2 separate regions of the Mus musculus genome follow, and region 2 is linked to region 1. A link is a contact called in public HiChIP or PLAC-seq data. All regions are on one chromosome and are shown on one strand. Each heading gives the region's core, a stretch centred on a gene start, on an enhancer-like site or on the middle of the called end of the contact. The rest is flanking DNA. Distances are from core to core; before and after follow the strand shown. Region 1 has its middle 140 kb from the start of St18. Region 2 has its middle 60 kb from the start of Gm23274.

The links. HiChIP or PLAC-seq counts read pairs in DNA pulled down with a chosen protein or histone mark.
Region 2: an H3K27ac HiChIP or PLAC-seq map of epiblast stem cells shows a contact between it and region 1, with 4 times the contacts expected there. The contact joins two enhancer-like sites. A contact is called at or near these places in 5 of 484 Hi-C or Micro-C datasets (B cells, the C10 cell line, cerebellar granule neurons and 2 more), 2 of 115 datasets of contacts at active chromatin or transcription factors (epiblast stem cells and large pre-B cells) and 1 of 9 other capture datasets (embryonic stem cells).

What each region holds. Positions count from the first base shown.
Region 1 is chr1:6,869,278-6,872,532 of GRCm38.p6, forward strand. No RefSeq gene overlaps it. Among named protein-coding and RNA genes, the nearest start is that of St18, 140 kb to the left of the region's middle. Within about 2 kb of position 1,309, at least 6 of the 459 cell types and tissues checked have an H3K27ac peak or open chromatin away from gene starts, as enhancers often do. A contact at or near this core is called in epiblast stem cells, where this site is marked.
Region 2 is chr1:7,204,595-7,207,947 of GRCm38.p6, forward strand. No RefSeq gene overlaps it. Among named protein-coding and RNA genes, the nearest start is that of Gm23274, 60 kb to the right of the region's middle. Within about 2 kb of position 1,882, at least 98 of the 459 cell types and tissues checked have an H3K27ac peak or open chromatin away from gene starts, as enhancers often do. A contact at or near this core is called in epiblast stem cells, where this site is marked.

The DNA.
Region 1 (3,255 bases), core at 59-2,558:
CCTAGCTTGGTTTCCTTCCCTCCTATCACTCTTTCCTCCTATTACCTTCACAGGACTTCTGGCCTGTGTCTGGAGGACACATCTAAGATGCCAAGGGATACAAAGAGCACCAGAGGGAGGAGCTTGTGTGAAACTCTCATTCATGTAGATGTAGATGTAGATGTAGATGTTGATGTATATGTTGACGTATATGTTGATGTATATCATGTATATGTATATGATGTATATGTATATTTATATGTATATACACAAACAAAAAAAACCACCTCAGTGAAATATCTGATGTCTTAGAGATAGAGAACAAATACAACTGTATAAATACAGTTTTTACTCTTCAGCTTAAAGATCTTGGCATCAATCAGAGCCTGAAAAATATTACAGCCTCAGCCACGTTAGCTAATGTTACATAGATTTAGGAAAACAAATTGGCCAAGGCTCAGGTTTTCAAAACTGCTATGCAATAATTGAATGCTAATTTCTCCACTGCAGTTCCATTTGGACCTGGCACTGAGCAGTGAGTAAATCAACTTTGCAGTGGCTTTTTCAGTCTTATCCGCTGACTGAATTATGCACTTTCCCCTGGTGCTCTCAATTTCAAAACTCATTTTCTATCATAGTGAGTATCATTTTTCTGAGCATCCTTTCATAAGTTTGAGACAATTTCTATATGATCCCTCCACCTGAGTTAGTCAGGACACACAGTGTGAAGAACTTTATGTCAACATAGGTCTGTGGAGAGGGCTTATTAAGGTAGAGAAGGGGGTTCACACATATATCCTAAGCTGTGACAATGCCCTGGCTATGATATCTTCTAAAAGTCATTTTAATTGGTATCCCCTTTGGTTCAATTGTTCTTTTTTAATCAAGATACATGATGACCTAACCAACAATTAGTCTTGTTTGTTCTCTGGAGTAATTTATCAGAGCCATGATTGACTTATATGAAGTTAATATCTACTCATCTGTTTAGTGCACCTACCAGTACTGGCTCTATAGTGTCCTTGAATCATCTCTCACCTGTTTGAAGCTTTTTCTGAAAACCTCTCATAATAAAAGTTTGCCTCTATTGGCTTAGAGACATCCACACAAAGCAGACAAAAGCAAAACATTCCATTATAATACACCTTGTACCATCCAACAGGATAGACATGACCACCCCATGAGTAACCCTTTTCATGTTCCCTGTGGAGTGCTCTTCTGAGCCAGAATTCATCCCTATAGCTCAGGAAGCCTGGGGTGCAGTCCCCTGGTTTCAGGACAAAGGCTATTCTGCTCAGGAGTAGCACTGGGACCAGGGCCCTCTCCAGGCTGCTTCCCTTCATATGCTAAATGCTTAACCCTCTGTGTGACTCAGGCTCCTGGGACTAACTGCCACAGAGTAAACTACCGGACTGCAACTTCATTTCCTTGTTGCAGATCAGCCACAAGTAAGACTTCTTGTGCATCCTCTGCAGGAATTGATGGTGTCTTCTCCGTGTGTGTGTGTGTGTGTGTGTGTGTGTGTGTGTGTCTGTCCTAATAACTTCTTAGTAAGACAGGACTTTAGTAAATATGACCCATCCACACCTCAATTTACCTTTCTAAGGACTTTATCCCAAATACAGTCATTCTGAGGTATCAAGGTTTGTAGCTCCAACATGGGAGCTGGGGAAAAGAAAAATGTCATCCTTTAGTAATTGCTAAGGAAGCTGCAACGATGGTGGGTTACCAGGTCCATTCAAAACTGAAAAATGCTTTCATCTATTTTACTATTTCTTCTTCTGAGTGTGCATGTCCAGACTTCTCAGAGCCATTGATTTCATGTCTTTTCCCAGATACAATTGGCCACATGTACATGAAAGTCCTCAACACCTTTAATCACCAAAGAGATCGAACATTAAAATCACAATGAGCTATGAGCTCACACCTGTTAGAATGGCCAACATCATGAAGACATAAGATAGTTATTATGGAGGAGGATGAGTAGCTTTTGTGAACTATGGGTGAAAATATAAATTAGTGCAGCCACATTTAAAAACAGTATGAAACTTCTTCAAATACACCAAAGTAGAAGAACTGTGAGACCCAGAAATTCTGCTGTGAGCCACTGAGTCAGTCTGTCAGTCACTTTCCTCACACTGTGGCCAAAATATCAGACAGGATCAGGGAGGGAAGGGTTTGCACCTTTATAAGATTAGATTCATCATGGCAGGAGATGCAGTCTGTTTCTTGAAAGTGGGAACTATGACAGCTTGCTGCTTGTGTCCAACCAAGAAACAGAGTGCTCAGACTGGAAGTAGGACCAAACAATTGTGTAAATCTCCTCATCCCACCATAACCCATTTCTTCAACTAGACCCCACGTCTAGGGACCAAGTGCTCAGGCATAAAAGCCCATGGGGGATATTATAGACCACAGCAGTATCTATACAAAGAAACTGGAGCCAGTGCAAATAGAAGACCACGAAAATGGTTCCTTCTAAGCACAGCAAGACTGACACACATATGGACTCACAGAGGCTGTGACAGCATGCACATGGCCTGTACCGGTCCAAACCAGATGAAAGGGGGAGTGGACAGGACCTCCCATGCCTAATATAGGAGCTACCCCCAAGTGTCAGCTGTTTGCAAAGGCAATATTAGTTTTCTCCAATGGAGTCTCACTGGGTAAACAAGCCACAATTAAGAGCAGATCTTATGTCCAGGTGTAGATAGCCAATACATAACGAACTCAATAGTATTTTTGGAGGTTTGGCTTTTGTTTTGTTTTGTTTTGTTTTCTTTTCTTTACTGGCCTTTTCTTTGTATATTATGGTTTCTGATTTTGTGTTTTTATGGTGTGTGTGTGTGCATGTTTCTTGTGCTTTTTCTTTATTTTTTTTCTTCTATCTATTTTGTTGTATTCTGGCCCATTGCAGTTGCCTGTTTATTTTCTGAGAGAGAGAGAGAGAGAGAGAGAGAGAGAGAGAGAGAGAGAGAGAGAGAGAGAGAGAGAGAGAAGAGGCATGGGATACCCCATGGAGATGTGGGATGTGGGAAGAGATGGAGGGGAACCCATGAGCAGAATATATTGTATAAAAATTTTCTTTTCTTTATTTTTCAAATTGAAAATAGTCTTTTCTCATATGTTATAATATCCTGGTTATAGTTTTTTCTCCCACTACTCCTCCCAGCTCCTCCCTTCATCCCCTCCCCTTCAGATCCACTCCCCTTCTGTCTCTCATTGGAAAAGAACAGGTTTTTAAGCAGTAATAACCGAACATAATAAAGCAAAATA
Region 2 (3,353 bases), core at 632-3,131, 340 kb after region 1:
ACTGAACCAAATTAGCAGGAGATAGGAACCATTTTGGTCTAATTTGTAACATATATGCACATTAGAGCATGGGAAATAAATCCAGCTGAAATTGAAGGGCCTCACCTTCAGTGAAATTCACCTCAATGAAATTCTTATGAGTTCAGTAGTGTGGGACATGCAGAAATATCCCTTCTAAGGTAAAGGATAAATTATTGCAATTAGCTCCTACCACGACCAAGAAAGACTTGTGTTAAGTGAGTCTATTTGAAATCTGGAGAGATGTATGATTGGACCAGAGCAGGTCACGAAGTTATGAGTAAGTTACATGAACAAGTTGCCTGAATGCCTATGGTTTCTACTTCTATCATAGCGCCATCTGGTGGCAGTAATACATAGGGTGCAGAAGCCAGAGAAGGGGATTGATTATTGGCTTGCTTATCATGGCTTACTCAGCCTGCTTTCTTTTCTGCCCTTTTAAAATATTCATTCTTCTCTTATACATTACATCGTAACTAAACTTTCTTCCCTGTCCATTCCTCCCAATCCCCTCTGTCCTCATTCTCTCTCCCTCAGATCCATTCCTCTTCCATTTCCCTTCAGAAAAGAACAGGCATCCCAAGGATATCAACTGATCATGACATAACAAGTTCAAATAAAACTTGGCACAAATCCTTATCTCAAGGCTGGACAAGGCAATCCACTTAATTGATTACGTAGGAAGTGTGTTCTTTTGGTGTCCTTTTCCTCTCTGGCTCATACAACCCCACCCCCATCTCCACCCCCTTCTGCTGTGTTCCCTGAGCTCTGCCTAATGTTTGGCTATGGGTCCCTACATTTGCTTATATCAGTTGCTGGATTAACTCTCTCTGATGATGTTTGGGCTAGGCTAAGTATAGCAAAATATCATTAGGAATTTTATTTTTCTTTTGTCAGTTGCGTTTGATTCTATCTTTAGTCTCTGTGCTATCCAGCTTCTGGTTCCAGGCTATCCAGATACTGTGAGGCATGGGTTACCTCTTGTGGTGTTGACCAGTCGTCATTGGCTGGGCACATCCAAAAGCCCTGCTTCACCATTGTTTCAGTGCATCTTGCAGGCGGGGAAGGAGTGGGTCATAGATTTTAGGGCTGGGTTACTGTCCCAGTCCTACCAGTAGGAGTCTAGCCTGTTTACAGAAGACAGTTGGTTCAGGCTCTGCATTGTCTATTACTAGGAGCCTGGCCCAAGGTCACTATTAGTATAGGGAATCTATTCTTTCCATTTGAAAACTCCAACACACACTCAAAATTACTGATGTATCTATCTTATCACTTGGAAATAACTCTCATACTCCCTAAGAACCAAATAAAATGAAAACCTTTACACTTTTATGGACATAAGGTTAGAAACAAGGAGAAATAGCTCTTTTCTCTCTTTGAGACATCCCACATTTCTACCTGTCTGTCTTCCCCTTTCCTAGATGTCCTATGCCTCCATCTGTCCCCTCCTCCTTGACAGTCTTGCCTGCTTCTAATCACAGCTCCAAACTTTCCCCTTGCACTTTCTGCTTTCGGGCCATTCAAACTTCTGCCACAGATCTGTAGGAACACCGTGGCTGACTGCTGGGCACTTTGCACCCCGCCCAACCCTAATCCTCAACAGCAAATTACCTCTGGCTAGCCCTGTTCCTACAGTGAGTGAGAGTGCACTGTCAGTACAGCCAGCCCTGCCCTACAACAGGTGTTGCGCTGCGATCTGAGTAAAGCCTTGTGCTCCACCGCCGGTGGCTTGAAACCTCCACAGGCATAGCAGTAACTGTGTGGCCACTTCTCTTCCTCTGAGGCACTGGAGCTACAGATCACACCTCTCAGGCCAGATCATTTTGAGCTATCAATGCAGGCCACGCCCACATCCCTCTTTCCAATCTCCATGACCATGGCCAGTCAGGTCCCTTGCTGCTATAAAATGCCCCACTGCCACCTTCAGTTGTTAACAGCAACCGCCTGCTTTTACCGCCAGCTCTGAAACCAGATTGCTTCCTTTTCCGATTCCCTCTCCAAACCTGAATTCCTCTCCAAGTCTCTGGTGCTCGATAAGCAAGGTGGGTTCTGCCTCTCCAACCGCCCTTAGCAAAGTTACCCAAACAAATCTTCCACCTATCTCCTCTGCTGTTTTGGCCCTTTCCTGCCACTCTCCACTTTCCTCAGTCCCGAAGCCCCACCCCTTCCGACTGCTCGGGGAGTTTGTTCAGATTGCATCAATCTGCACAACCTCCTCCTCTCTCTCTTGCTGCTGCCACTCAAAAGGCTCACTGTGGCTGCCACTCAAAAGGATCACTGTAGTCCCTGCTGTCCCTGCCCACCCTATCTGCAACTCCTTGTCAATGTCTCCTTTAGAATCTGACGGCAGCTCCCCTTCTTTCAGTCGTTTCCATACTCATTTTTGTGAGAGACTGCCTTTGCCCCAATTCTAACCCTTGGGAAAGTGACTGGCGTGGATAGGTCTGTTCCTTTCCTGTGTCCTGTTCTCTTTTGATGAATTTGCCCTATAGCATTACCTTCTTTGTCCTCTATATACTCCTTTCTATTAACCTCCTCCTCCTCCTCCTCCTCCTCCCCCTCCTCCTCCTCCTCCTCCTCCTCCTCCTCCTCCTCCTCCTCCTCCAGGAACCTGGGACAAAGGACTGCTGTGCATATTTTACATATCAAAGCAGACCTGGCCTCCAGGTTCTTCCTTCAAGGCCGGCCTCTACTTAGCACACCCTGCCCCCAACTCAGAACTTTCCAGCCCAAGGGCTAGGCTGCCCTTTCCTCTGAGGCTCCTCCCTATAAAATCTAGACATTCAGGGCGCTTGCACTCCCTCCCCCTCCTTTCTCTTCCCCTCCTCCCTCTTCCCTCCTCTTTCTCCTCTCTTCTCTTTTTTCTGAGTTCACACTCTTTCTCTCCTTCTCTCTCCCTCCCCTCCTCCTCTTCCCCATGGCGACTTCTTTGGCCTTGGTCTTTGGAGCCAGGGAACAGCTTCCCAATAAACCTACCTTTAATATAATCTAATTAGGTTTAAATTGGTTCATTTCACAGGCTTCAAAGAAATAACCTGTCAGTGTGTTTGGGAAAAAGCTTATGACCATACAACTCACCCCATAGGAGCTGCAGCAGTTCCTGATGTAGATTCTACTGAAATTGTAACAACAGACATAACTGCCAGGACAGAGACTGGATCATCACTTGTCTCCTCCCTGACCTGAGGGAGGAGACAAAAAGCTGTGTAAAGATTGTATTTCAACCTTGCAAATGCTAATTCCTATACATGGCAGACTTTGGTATTGTTATTTTTATGTAGCATCAGTGTTTTGTAAATATTCTTCTCAGATTGTAAACATTCACCTTCAGATTG